2 separate regions of the Sus scrofa genome follow, and region 1 is linked to region 2. The links are chromatin contacts, called in public Hi-C maps. All regions are on one chromosome and are shown on one strand. Each heading gives the region's core, a stretch centred on a gene start, on an enhancer-like site or on the middle of the called end of the contact. The rest is flanking DNA. Distances are from core to core; before and after follow the strand shown. Region 1 overlaps GSE1 (genetic suppressor element 1). Region 2 overlaps GSE1 (genetic suppressor element 1).

Evidence for each region. Hi-C and Micro-C count contacts between places; a contact is called where the count stands out from the background.
Region 1: a contact with region 2 is called in a Hi-C map of liver, with 19 times the contacts expected there. The contact joins two enhancer-like sites. A contact is called at or near these places in 1 of 5 promoter capture datasets (liver) and 3 of 47 Hi-C or Micro-C datasets (liver and skeletal muscle).

The regions. Positions count from the first base shown.
Region 1 is chr6:3,528,537-3,534,187 of Sscrofa11.1, forward strand. The region is part of intron 1 of GSE1 (genetic suppressor element 1); the gene reads right to left. Among named protein-coding and RNA genes, the nearest start is that of GSE1, 130 kb to the right of the region's middle. Within about 2 kb of position 2,330, at least 8 of the 83 cell types and tissues checked have an H3K27ac peak or open chromatin away from gene starts, as enhancers often do. A contact at or near this core is called in liver, where this site is marked.
Region 2 is chr6:3,391,581-3,397,261 of Sscrofa11.1, forward strand. The region is part of intron 2 of GSE1 (genetic suppressor element 1); the gene reads right to left. Among named protein-coding and RNA genes, the nearest start is that of GINS2, 180 kb to the left of the region's middle. Within about 2 kb of position 4,146, at least 1 of the 83 cell types and tissues checked has an H3K27ac peak or open chromatin away from gene starts, as enhancers often do. A contact at or near this core is called in liver, where this site is marked.

The sequences.
Region 1 (5,651 bases), core at 1,080-3,579, 140 kb after region 2:
CAACAGCCAAGGCACAGAAACCACCACAATGTCCATTGAGGAAAAGCTGTAAATGGGGTTGTGATGATCACTGAACAGCCATAAATGTAATAAAATTTACTGAGTTAAAAAAAATGTCCATTGACACACGAATGGACTAAGAAGATGTGGTATATCTATACAATGGAATACTACTCAGCCATAAAAAGGAACGAAATAATTGCACTTGCAACAACACGGATGCAACCAGAGATTCTCATACTACGTGAAGTCAGAAAGAGAAAGGCAAGTACCACATGATATCACTTACATGCAGAATCTAAAATACAGCACAAGTGGACCTAGCTACAAAACAGAAACATGCGTTCCCTTTGGGGCTCAGCAGTTAACGAACCCAACGAGGATCCATGAGGAGGCGGGTTCCATCCCTGGCCTCACTCCGTGGGTTAAGGATCCGGCGTGGCCGTGAGTTGCGGTGTAGGTCACAGATGCGGCTCAGATCCGGCGTGGTTGTGGCTGTGGTAGAGGCCGGCGGCCGTAGCTCCGATTCGACCCCGAGCCTGGGAACTTCCGTGTGCCACAGGTGTGGCTCCAAAAAGCAAAAGCAAACAAACAAAAAAATGAAACAGACTCACAGACATAGAGAACAGACGTGCAGATGCCAAGCGGGAGGGGGCTGGGGGAGGATGGAGTGGGAGGTTGGGGTTGGCAGATGTGACCTATGATAAACCGAACAGATAAATGACCAGGTCCCACTGCAGAGTCAATATCCTGTGATAAACCATAATGGAACAGAAGACGAAAAGAGAGTGTTTATAAAACTGAAATCAGTTGGCCGTACCGCGGAAATTAACACAACAGTATAAACCCACTAGACTTCAATTGAAAAATAAATCAAATACAGTTTATGGGGAAAAAAACAGACCCACGACTTACATGTCACACAATGCAGCATTTTGAAGCACACAACCCGGGGACGGTTAGTGTATTACGATGCCGATGCCGTGTGCCCCTCACCACTCGCGAATCCCAGAGCGCGTTCAGTACCCCAAACAACACCCCGTCCCCCGAAGTCGTTCCTCCCCCCAGATCCCAGGCAAACACTCGTCCACTGTCTGTCTCTATTCTGGACATTTCACTCGCATAAAATCATAACAGTATGCAGCCCTGTCCAGCTGCGTGGCTTCAAGGTGCATCCTCCACGCTAGGGCATGTATCAGTGGTTGGCTTCTTTTCATGGCTAAATAATATTCCATCGCATGGATGGGCCACATTTGGCTTAGCCGTCATCCGTGGAGAGACGCTTGGGCTGTTGCCACTTTGTGTTTACGTAACGGGTGCCGACGTGAGCTGCGGTGGACACGTGGTTATGGGCATCTGTGTCTTCAGGTCGCGTGGGCATCTACCTGGGAGTGGCACGGCAGGGTCCTGCAGGGACCCGAGGTTTGCTTGTTTGGGGAACCGGCAACCCGTTTCCGCAGCAGCAGAAGCATTTTCCAGCACCCCCTGCAGCGAGTGATGGTTCAGATCCACCTGCCGGCTGACACTTGCTATCAGACTGTCTTTTGGACTCCAGCCCTGCAGGGGCAGGTCACAGAAAACTTTCCTGGACTCAGGACAGATTTGGGGTCAAGGCTTTATTGGACATGGAAGCTGGGTGGCCCTTGGCCAGGTGACCAGCCTCTCTGTGCCGCGTTATCTCACAAGGCACATGAGAGGCAAGCATGTGACACACGCACCGACAACACAGGCGGGGGGCCCAGCACGAGACGAAAACGGGGGGCCCTCATTCAGCAACGAGGGCAAACGTCAGGACAGCGAACGCATGACACCGCGTGGGGGTGTCACCGCAGAGCTGGCCCTGGACACGTGGTCAGGGCTGCGGCCCTCTGTTCAGCCTGGCAGGTGTCAGGGAGGAGGGGACCCACCGGGCGGTGCCCTGGGAGTTCTGGCAGGTTCCGGCCACAAAGGCCTGTGGATCGGGGTCCCCTTACCCGTCTTGTGTACACACGTCTCCTCGCCGTCGTCCTCCCTCCCAGAACCCTGCCTCTGCAAAGGTCCCTTCCTTCTAGAAGGGACTCAACGTCACAGCCTCCTCGGTATCTCACTTTCACAACTCTAGTTGGCCAGCCACTCCACCTCTGACCTCTCACCTTTCACCCTTTCTAAGGGCGGCTGAAGTGGGCAGGGACAGTGGATCTAATCCCGCTATCACGTGGTCACCAGAAGGTTTCCGAAAATGCCGAGCCTTTGGCACGGAACGCTGGCTCCCAGCCCATGTCTCCTGCTCAGAGAGGGCACAGAAGTCCTGTGGGCCCGTGTGGCCCCATGTCTGGCTTGGAGTCTGTGGCCTCAGCATCCCAGGGCCACCTGAGATCAGCTCCCGGGCCATCTGTAAGGTTCTGTCTCCGCTGGGGCCACAAATGCTCAGACGCAGCCGAGCCACCTGCCTGGGGCGGGGCTGTTTGCCCTTCGGGGCTATTGCAGGAGGCTGGAGGCAGGGCACGAACACCCCGAGCTTCGGCCCAGCCCCACCCAGGCCAGCCGCATGGGCCCCTGGGGTCGTCGGAGCCTCAGTCCCTGAGCGTAAAGTGGAGACAACAGCCCCCCCGACAACCCGGCAGAGCCGTCGGGGCTGGAGCGGTGTCCTCAGAGCTTGGGGCCCACCCGGCAGCCCCCATGGGTGTCAGCTGCTGGCACAGTGGCAGGATAAACAGCTGCTGGTCATCACCTGTGGCAAATGCACATCTGACTAGGTTTATGCATTTATTTATCTTTGCAATAGGGTTCGGAAGGGCAAGCACGGCGGCCAGTTACATTTCCAGAAGGCTCAGGGAGGTTTCTCTGCTCTGGGTGGGCTGCCCCTCTGCCCCACGCCCCCTGCTTTGAAGGCGCCGACCCGTCAGAAGCTAGGAGACAGGGACTGGCCATCGGGGATGGCAGAGGACACCCTCTTTCCTGGAACCCGTGCCACGTGACACTGGGCTGGCCTCTGGCAGAAGCCGATGTTGAACTTGGCAAGGGACACTGTGCTCCGGGCGATGGGCGGGTCCAGACGACCCAGCCCTCCTGACCTGCACGTGGCTGGAGCCAGGGCCCCAGGTGCCTTCCCACGAAGCCAAGTGCCAGCCCTGGGCAATGGTCCCCACAGCTGCCCAGGGACGGCACAGCCAAGGTCAGGCCTGGTGTGGGGACAACGGCCTGGGTCAGAGAGCAGATTCCAGTTCTGGCTCGACCCCGAGTGACTCAGGCATGGCCCTGACCTCTCCCCAAGCCACAGCGTCCTCATCAGTGAACTGGGGCTGCTCATCTAAGCTTGGAAATTCAATCGGTTACAGGAGGCCAGATGCCCCCCCCCCCGGCCTCCTTTCCAATAGGAAATAGATAAAATGGATAAAAGCGCAGGCCTTGGTGGTGGGGAGTGGGGAGTGTGGCACCGAGCTTTCCCTTCCCCTCCCTTTCTGTTTTTTTTAATCTTTTTAGGGCCATACCCGCGGCATATGGAGGTTTGCAGGCTAGGGGTCGAATCAGAGCTACAGCTGCTGGCCTACACCACAGCCACAGCCATGCAGGATCCGAGCTGCATCTGTGACCTACGCCACAGCTCATGGCAACACCAGAGCTTCACCAGCACACACTGAGGCTACAGGTTAGCTGAGCACCTACTATGTGCCACGAACTATTCTAAGGGCTGGGGACCCAGCTGTGAGCAAGTCAGACCATGTCCCTGTCTACCAGGCTCCTAGAGGCAGCAAGACCAAAAACAAACCTATGACGTGCAGGGGGTGGCAGCGGAGCGGCCTGAAGGAAAGTTGAAGCACAGAGGAGGGTTAAGCCTGAGGGGGTGTGACTCCGGGGAGGCCCCCACGAGGATGCCCAGGAGGGAAGCGTGGAGGGAATTCTGAGCACTTTCTAGGCAGAAGGACCAACAGGTGCAAAGGCCCTGGGGCAGAGGTGCTGTTGTGGCTCAGCGGTAATGACCCAACGAGGAGCCATGAGGATGCGGGTTCGATCCCTAGCCTCACTCAGTGGGTCGGGCATCCAGTGTTGCCGTGGTGTAGGTCAAAGACACTGCTGGGGTCTGGGGCGGCTGTGGCTGCGGCTGTGGTGCAGGCTGGCAGCTGTAGCTCTGATTTGAACCTGCAGCCTGAGAACCTCCATATGCCGCAGCCCACAGGGGGTGGGGGGTAGAAGGGAGGCAGGAGAGCCGAGGGCTCAGATCACACCCTGGCAGGCCGAGCGCGCCGGGCTGAACCGCATCGCCCCCAGTTCAAGCCTCCCCCGCCCCCGGGATCTCCGCACGCGGCCTTATTGGCGCCTGTGTCTTTGCAGGTGCACATTTGTTAGCAGGGAGTCACACCTGATGGGGGTGGGCCTTCAATCCAGCAAAAGGTTTTTTATAAAAAGGAGAGAGGATACCGGCACGGAGCGGAAAGCCAGCCAAAGACAGAGGCAGGGGTTGGAGGGAGGCGGCCACAAGCCAAGGACACGTGGAGCCACAGGGGCTGGAAGAGGCTGGATGGACCCCACGGGACGGATCCCATCCCCGCCCCAAGCCCTGCCCACACCTTGATTTTGGACTTGATTTTGGCTTCCAGATGGTGAGAGAACAGATGCCTGCTGTCTAGGCCCCCAGTGGTGGCCGTTTCTAACGGCAGCCCCAGGACACCAAACACCAGGGAGGGACTTGGGTTTTATGTGCGGTGAGATGGGATCCACACGGACAGTGGGTGGGGGGTGGCAGGCTTGGCCTGACGTGCCTGGCATTTTACAGGGCCGGTCACTCCCCATCACCCAGCAGACCAAGCTTCTTGATGCAGGGGGCGCTAAGGGGCGCAGCATTCTGGGGAAGAGAAAGAAAAACCACTCGTGCCCTGTGGTCACCCGAGAGCCCTCAGGCGACACATCCAAGCCACCCACGTCTCAAGGGCCCGCTCCCTCCCCAGGCAGGCGCCTCCTGCGCCCCCAGCCCCAGGAACAGCAGCCAAATGGATGCACTGCCCCCACCGCACCCCGGCTCTCCCCGTGACCCTATTTAAAGCCCCCGAGCCAGAGTTTTCCCTCTGAAAAGCCAGAACCCATCATTAGGCATCTGAGAAGCTGTAATTTTTGTTTTTAAGGGAACACGGCCCTGACGGAGAGATGAGTCAGCTGGGTAGGTCGGCTACGCAGTCTGAGGATCCAGAGTCCTGAGAGGAGGTGACCAGGACAGGGACGGCAGAAAGGTCCCCCGGCATTGACCTGTGTCTGCCAGGCACTGTGCCGGCTGTGCCCACAAACGCAGCCTCGATTCAGCTCGACACTATTTTCCTGAGTGTGTACAGTTTATGAGAAGCTCTTCGAGGAAGGGGAAGAGAAGGTCAAAGCTGGTCTGGAACAGCAGAGCTCCAGGTGGAACAGACAGGACCTGAGAGGTCACAGGGACACTCGGGGGCAATGGAGTGACATAACATTGGGTCTGACATTCAAGGCCCCCGGCACTCTGTGTTCTGGGTTAAGCCTCAGTTTGCTCATCTGTGAAATGGTCGTGACCAAGGCTGCCTGAGCCCTTGATGGTAACTACAAAGCTCCAACAGGATACGCCTCGACGCCCAGCCTACAGGGCGCTCATCGGCCAGTCGCAGGCCACCACGCCCCGCCCCACCCCACCCTGGCCGGATCCAGGAAAGTGG
Region 2 (5,681 bases), core at 2,896-5,395:
CATAATATGTTATTTACCTGCAGCTAATAGGTTCACGGGTAATGATAGCCTTGTATCAAATGACGGCCGTTTGGCTTCTGACAGTTTTAAAGACCAGTCTCGGGGACACTACAGTTTCTAATTACAGGGTCTGTCACCGGCGAGGGTCGGTTCAACACCGCTCCTTCTCCCGCGGGTGACACTTCTGTCCAGATAGGAAATTTAAGCTCAGCCGCGACAGTTAAGGTTAAAAATACTGCTTGGTACGAGGCGAGGGATCATAATTTGGGTCGCTGCCGTGTTTAATTAATTGGACTGCGGCAATCAGCACGCCGTGGGCCGTAATTACAGGCAGGGCGAGAGGCCCCGCTCCCCCTCGCCGTGTCTTACAGCTGTAATTTCGCGGGGGCTCTGACCTGGCTCAGAGCAAGGGGCCCTGGAGTTCTTTCAAGGAGTGAGGTACTTCATTAGGCAGCCGTGATCTGTGAGCAGGAGAGACGGGCGAGCTGCAGTGTGGGGGCAGGTGGTGGCCGGGCGGCCTGGGAGGAGGGCTCACACCTGCCCTGGCCCTTCCCGGCTATGGGGTGCCTCCCCCGGGGGCATCCTGGCAGGCAGGGTGATGACAAAAATGAGTGACCCCTGGATGCCAGAGAAAGCCACAGCGAAGACAGAATCCTGGCTCCAGAAATCTGGCTCCTTGGTCCCTGGTTTCCACGCCTCACTGTTGTGCACGGCGAGGCAAGCTCAGACCACAGGGCCTTTGCACGTGTGGCTTTCTCTGCACCAGTCCCCCTTCCCCAGATACTGACATGGTGCCCTCCCCCTCTCTTCATTCAGTCACCTCCTTAGGGGGGCCTTTCCCTGACCTGTGGACCCCCATCACCCATCCTGGCATCCGGTCCCCACCAGCATCTGAGGCCACATCACGTGTGTACAGCCTGGCTTGTGTTCCGTCTTCCAGGAGTCCTGGTCTGTCTCAGAATGAACGGTCCACTTCCTGGTCCCCCGGGGCCACCCCCCGTCTGCATCCCAGGCTGACCTTGTTCACATGTCAAGGAGGCCCCCGGACAAGCTGGGCTGGAATCTCCACAAACACCTGCCGGCTCGGACGTCGGGACCCTCCACCCCGGCGGGTGTGCTTGCCCGAGAGTCAAAGGCAGCTTAGCCTCTGAGCACCGAGAGCTCCTTCTCCAACTTCTCTCAGCGTTTCAGACTCAAGCGTGACCGCAGGGTCAGGGGACCCCTCGGGACAGCAGAACTCGCAGGCCTTGGCTCTGGCCCGGCCCCTGTGCTGCCTGATCACGCGCAAGGCGGTTTTCGTCAGACCCCCCTGCGCACTGTGGGGTACGGCGGTTAGCAGCTGCCCAGGGCCCTGACACGGCCGAGCCTGTGCTCCTCATCCGTAAAATGGGAACAGTCCTCCTTCTTCGCCCAGAGAGGCAGCTCTGCGGCACCAAAGAGCCAGAACAGCGGGCGTGCTTAGGGAGGTAGACGCTGGTCGTGCGCCTGGCTGCCTCACCCCAGGGAGCAGAACAGGCAGGTGGACCTCTGTGGGGAGCGGCCAGGGTCAGAGCTGACAATGCACTTCTGGGTCCTCAGATGCTCAGGGCACAAGCCTCAGCCCTTCCGCCCCCAGGCCCACACGCCTCCCTGCCCCTTGGCGGCCTGGGGCTCGGGACCGGGGGTTCTCAGTTTACCCCACCCCGGGCTGCCTGCCCCGAGGCTCAGCACCAGCAGTGCCCACACCCCTTCCCGCTGTCCCCCAAGGAGCCGCCCCCCCCCAGCCCGCTCCCGCTCCGGGATCTTCCTGCCGGAGCTAATTCCCCACGGGATCCGGTCCCCCGCCGAGCCTCCCACTGTGCACAACGAGCATTCGCTCAGCGCGAGGATGAGGTTTATGAAGCCAAAAACGGGGCCTCTGCCGGGAGCTCCCCCCCTTGCTGAACGTCCCCCTCCCACCCTCCGCCTCCCTCGTGCCCACCCCACCCCCACCGCCCTTAAAGGAGAAGGAGGGAGGAGGGCAGGGCCCCCTGTGGGGGACAGATGTCATTCCAGACACACAGGCAGAGGGACAGTATCTGCCAGCAGGCCGCCCCGCCCCGAGACCCTCACCCAGAAGGGAGTGCGTGGGCCGAGCTGTGCCCCCATCAAAGACACTACCCCTGAACCGGGCCTGGAAAGGGTCCTCGGATGTGTGGCAAAGACGCAAGCTAGGACGAGTCACACTGGCATTGGGCGGGCGCTCGATCCAATAGGATGGGTCCTGATAAGCAGAGGAGAGTCCCTGAGACAGACACACAGGGGAGAAGCAACGTGGAGACAGAGGTGGAGACAGAGGGATGCGGCCACGATCCAAGGAGCGTGGGGGATGCCGGGCCAACACCAGAGACAGGAAGAGACAGGGGAGGACCCCCCTGCAGGCTTCAGAGGCACCCCCGCCCTACGGACGCCTGGGTCTCAGACTTCTGCCCCCCAGAACGGGAGGCAGTAGATTTCTGCTGTTTAAGGCACCGGGTTGGGGCACCTTGTCACACAGCCTCAGGACGCTCCCGCGGGCACACGGGAGAGGAGCACGCCAGACTCGGTGACCTCTGCGGGGTGGCCAAATCCATCACTGCCACGCGTGCCCCTCCCCGCCGACCCTCCCCGTGCGGTTCCCATGGAGCTTGGGGACCCAGGGGGTGGGGGACAAACACGCCTGTTTATTAAGAATCGAAGGCTGGGCTGCTGCATCTCAGCAGAGCGCTGCCTTTGAAGTGCCGAGTGATTTATTTTAGCCAATTACGGGTGCACTTCCCCTTCCTGAGGACCCCACGTAATTGATTGAAACCTATTGAAAACAAATTAGCCAGCACCAGGATGCAAAGATCTGTTTATCACTTCTCTGGAGGTTTTCAGGGCATCCAAGGGAACTACAAAACACATCCGCGTTTGTTGTTCTCGTCCCCAGAAGGACGGGAGGAGAAAGAGAACAAGCCTCTTCCAGACCCTTCTGTGCACCTGGCAGCCTGTTATCCATTATCTCTGATCCCCGGAGTCTTTGGGATTACCGTCCCGAGGACGCCCTAATACTCCGCCGGCTGACATCAGCGCCCATCGGGGGGCACTTAGGGTGGTCCCAGTTTTTCGTGGCAGGATGTAGATCTTTATACGTGCGGTTCTGGTGCCTGTTTGTGATGACTGATTTGCTTAAAAGAAACCCCAGCATGGGATTGCTGGGATAGCAGGGAAGAAGCATCTCCGTGGGTCTCCACATAACCTGCCCTTTTGCTTTTCCGAAAAAGCTCTTCCCGTCCGTGTGCTGCCAGGCTCCAGGCGTCTGTTTCACCATGGCTGTGCCAGCAACGTATGTTATCATTTTATTACGTTTGAGGGCTGACTCGGCAGGTATAAAATGGCATTGGCGGTGACTTCATATATAGGTGGACGTCTTAAAAAACATCAATCTTAATTGTGGCAAGACACATAAAACGTAAACCCACCTTAATCATTTCTTTTTTTGTCTTTTTGTTTTCCTTCATTTTTGGCCTCCCTGCGGCCAGGGATCAGATCTAAGCGACAGTCTCAACCGAAACCACAGTTGCAGCAACCCACGGTGCCAGGCTGGGGCTCGAACCCGAGTCCCAGCACTCCCAAGACGCCACCGACCTGAGTGCCGCACAGAGGAAGCTCTCCCCCTTAACAATTTCGAATCGCACATTCATGTTCAATTGCATTTAAAACAATTATCTTCCCACCTGTGTGGGGAATGCTCTGTTGTGGCAGGCTGGCACGCTCTCACTGATGCCCTGAGCCTGGCTTACCCCACCTCACCCTGCCGACCTACCCACCCATGCCTACCTCTCAGGAGCTACAGTCCAGCATGTCCCAGCTCCACTTGTATGCCAGGCTTAGAAAGGGGGCTTCCTTCCCTGCTCGAGAGCCCGTGGTGCCACCCCCGGCCCAGCCCATCAGACCGCAACTCCTGAAAAGCCGCACCCACCCCGTCCACCAGGGGTAGGTCACGCCGGGACTCAGACCTGTCCACCTGCCCCTGATGTCAAGCTTCTAATTGCTCAAGCCGGTGTTTGCTCTTTCCTGCCCTTTTGCAAGCAAGGCAGGTATGCAGCCCACGCTGCCCCTGCTGCCCTGCAGGTGGCCAGCTCAGACACTGTCCCTTTGGCAGGGACCAAGACGAGGCCTGCCAGATCCTCCTGCATCCGAGCCAGCTGCAGGGCCTCCCTCTCCCGGGCTGCCCCAAACCAGAGAAGGCCTAAGCTCCAGGCTCTGCAAGAACGCTGGCCGTCACCGCCGCGTGAATCCTGCTGCTATTTCTGTCACACCTCACTGCTGTCAGCAGGAACAGCTGGGTTGAAAGTACAAGGTGGAAGCGTCCCACAGAGCACCTTGCCCCGGGGCAGGTGTCCCCTGCCGCCGCCGCCAGGCGGTCTCTGTCCTCAGGAGGTGGCGGAGCAGGGCAGGTGTGAGAACCCTGCAAGCCTGGGCCCCACCCCTCAGGCCCACCTCCGAGTGTATGCATGCGACAGGCTTACGTGGGATACGTGTAAGTACATGCATGTGTATGTGGGCCCAGCACTGCACAAGTGTATGTCAGTGTGTGTGTGTGTGTGTGTGTGCGTGCATGGGCGCAGTACGTGTGTCTCTGCATGCACACTGGTTTGCACGTGCTTATCTCTGTGTGTGTATGTGTGTAAATAAGTGTTTAGGTGTGCACGTCTTTCTTTCCTTCTTTCTTTCTTTCCTTCTATTTTTTTTCATGGCTGCACCTGCAGCATACGAAAGTTCCCAGGCTAGGGATCGAATCAGAGCTGCAGCTGCCAGTCTATGTCACAGCCACAGCAATGCCAGATCCAAGCCACATCTGCGACCTACACCACAGCTCACGGCAATGTCAGATCTTTAACCCACTGAGTGAGGCCAGGGATCGAACCTGCGTCCTACAGTCGGGTCTGTAACCTACTAAGCCACAATGGGAACCCCAGCAGGTGTACTTCCGTGTGTGCAAGTGTGTTAGGGGTGGGAACAAGGAAACCAGCAGGTCCGTAACACAGCTGTGCTGGGTTAGGGGGACCCTGGGAGGGGAACCACTGCCTGCAAGACAAACGGGGGGTGGGGAGCACACTCCCCGCCCCCCGCATCTACTCAACAGCTCTGCCTGTTCTCCATCAGCCGGCGCAGAGGCACGGCAGCCAAGGCATGAGTTCTAGAGCCTAGATCCCGGCTCCGCCAGCTCCCAGCCATGAGACTTGAGGCAGAAGTGGCGACAGCTCCCTGGGCCTCCCTTTTCCCATCTGCAAAGTGGGAACAATCAGAGAACCGGGAAGCAGAGAGGACTCAAAACACCCACGCCGGGTGCCGAGACCACATGGGCACCAGGCCAGCCCTTGAGGATGGCGGCCTGCGCTGTCCTGGGGCTCCCCGACCTGTGACCTTGAGCTGGCCATGGGCTGTGACCTTGAGCTGGCCGCGGGCTGCGTCCCTGTGCTAATCCCTGTAACCTGCCCCTGGGAGCTGATTCAGAGCCTGGGTCTCCGCAGCTGTGACGAAGTTGTATGTACACTAAGAACCAGAGGAGTCACCCGCCACACCACACCGTGCCCACAGGGGAGAGGCCAGGTGACATCAGCAGTTCCTTCACTGTGGCCACGGGAGAAAAATACATTTGAGTCAGAGATCCTGACTGAAAGCGACACCCAGATGCC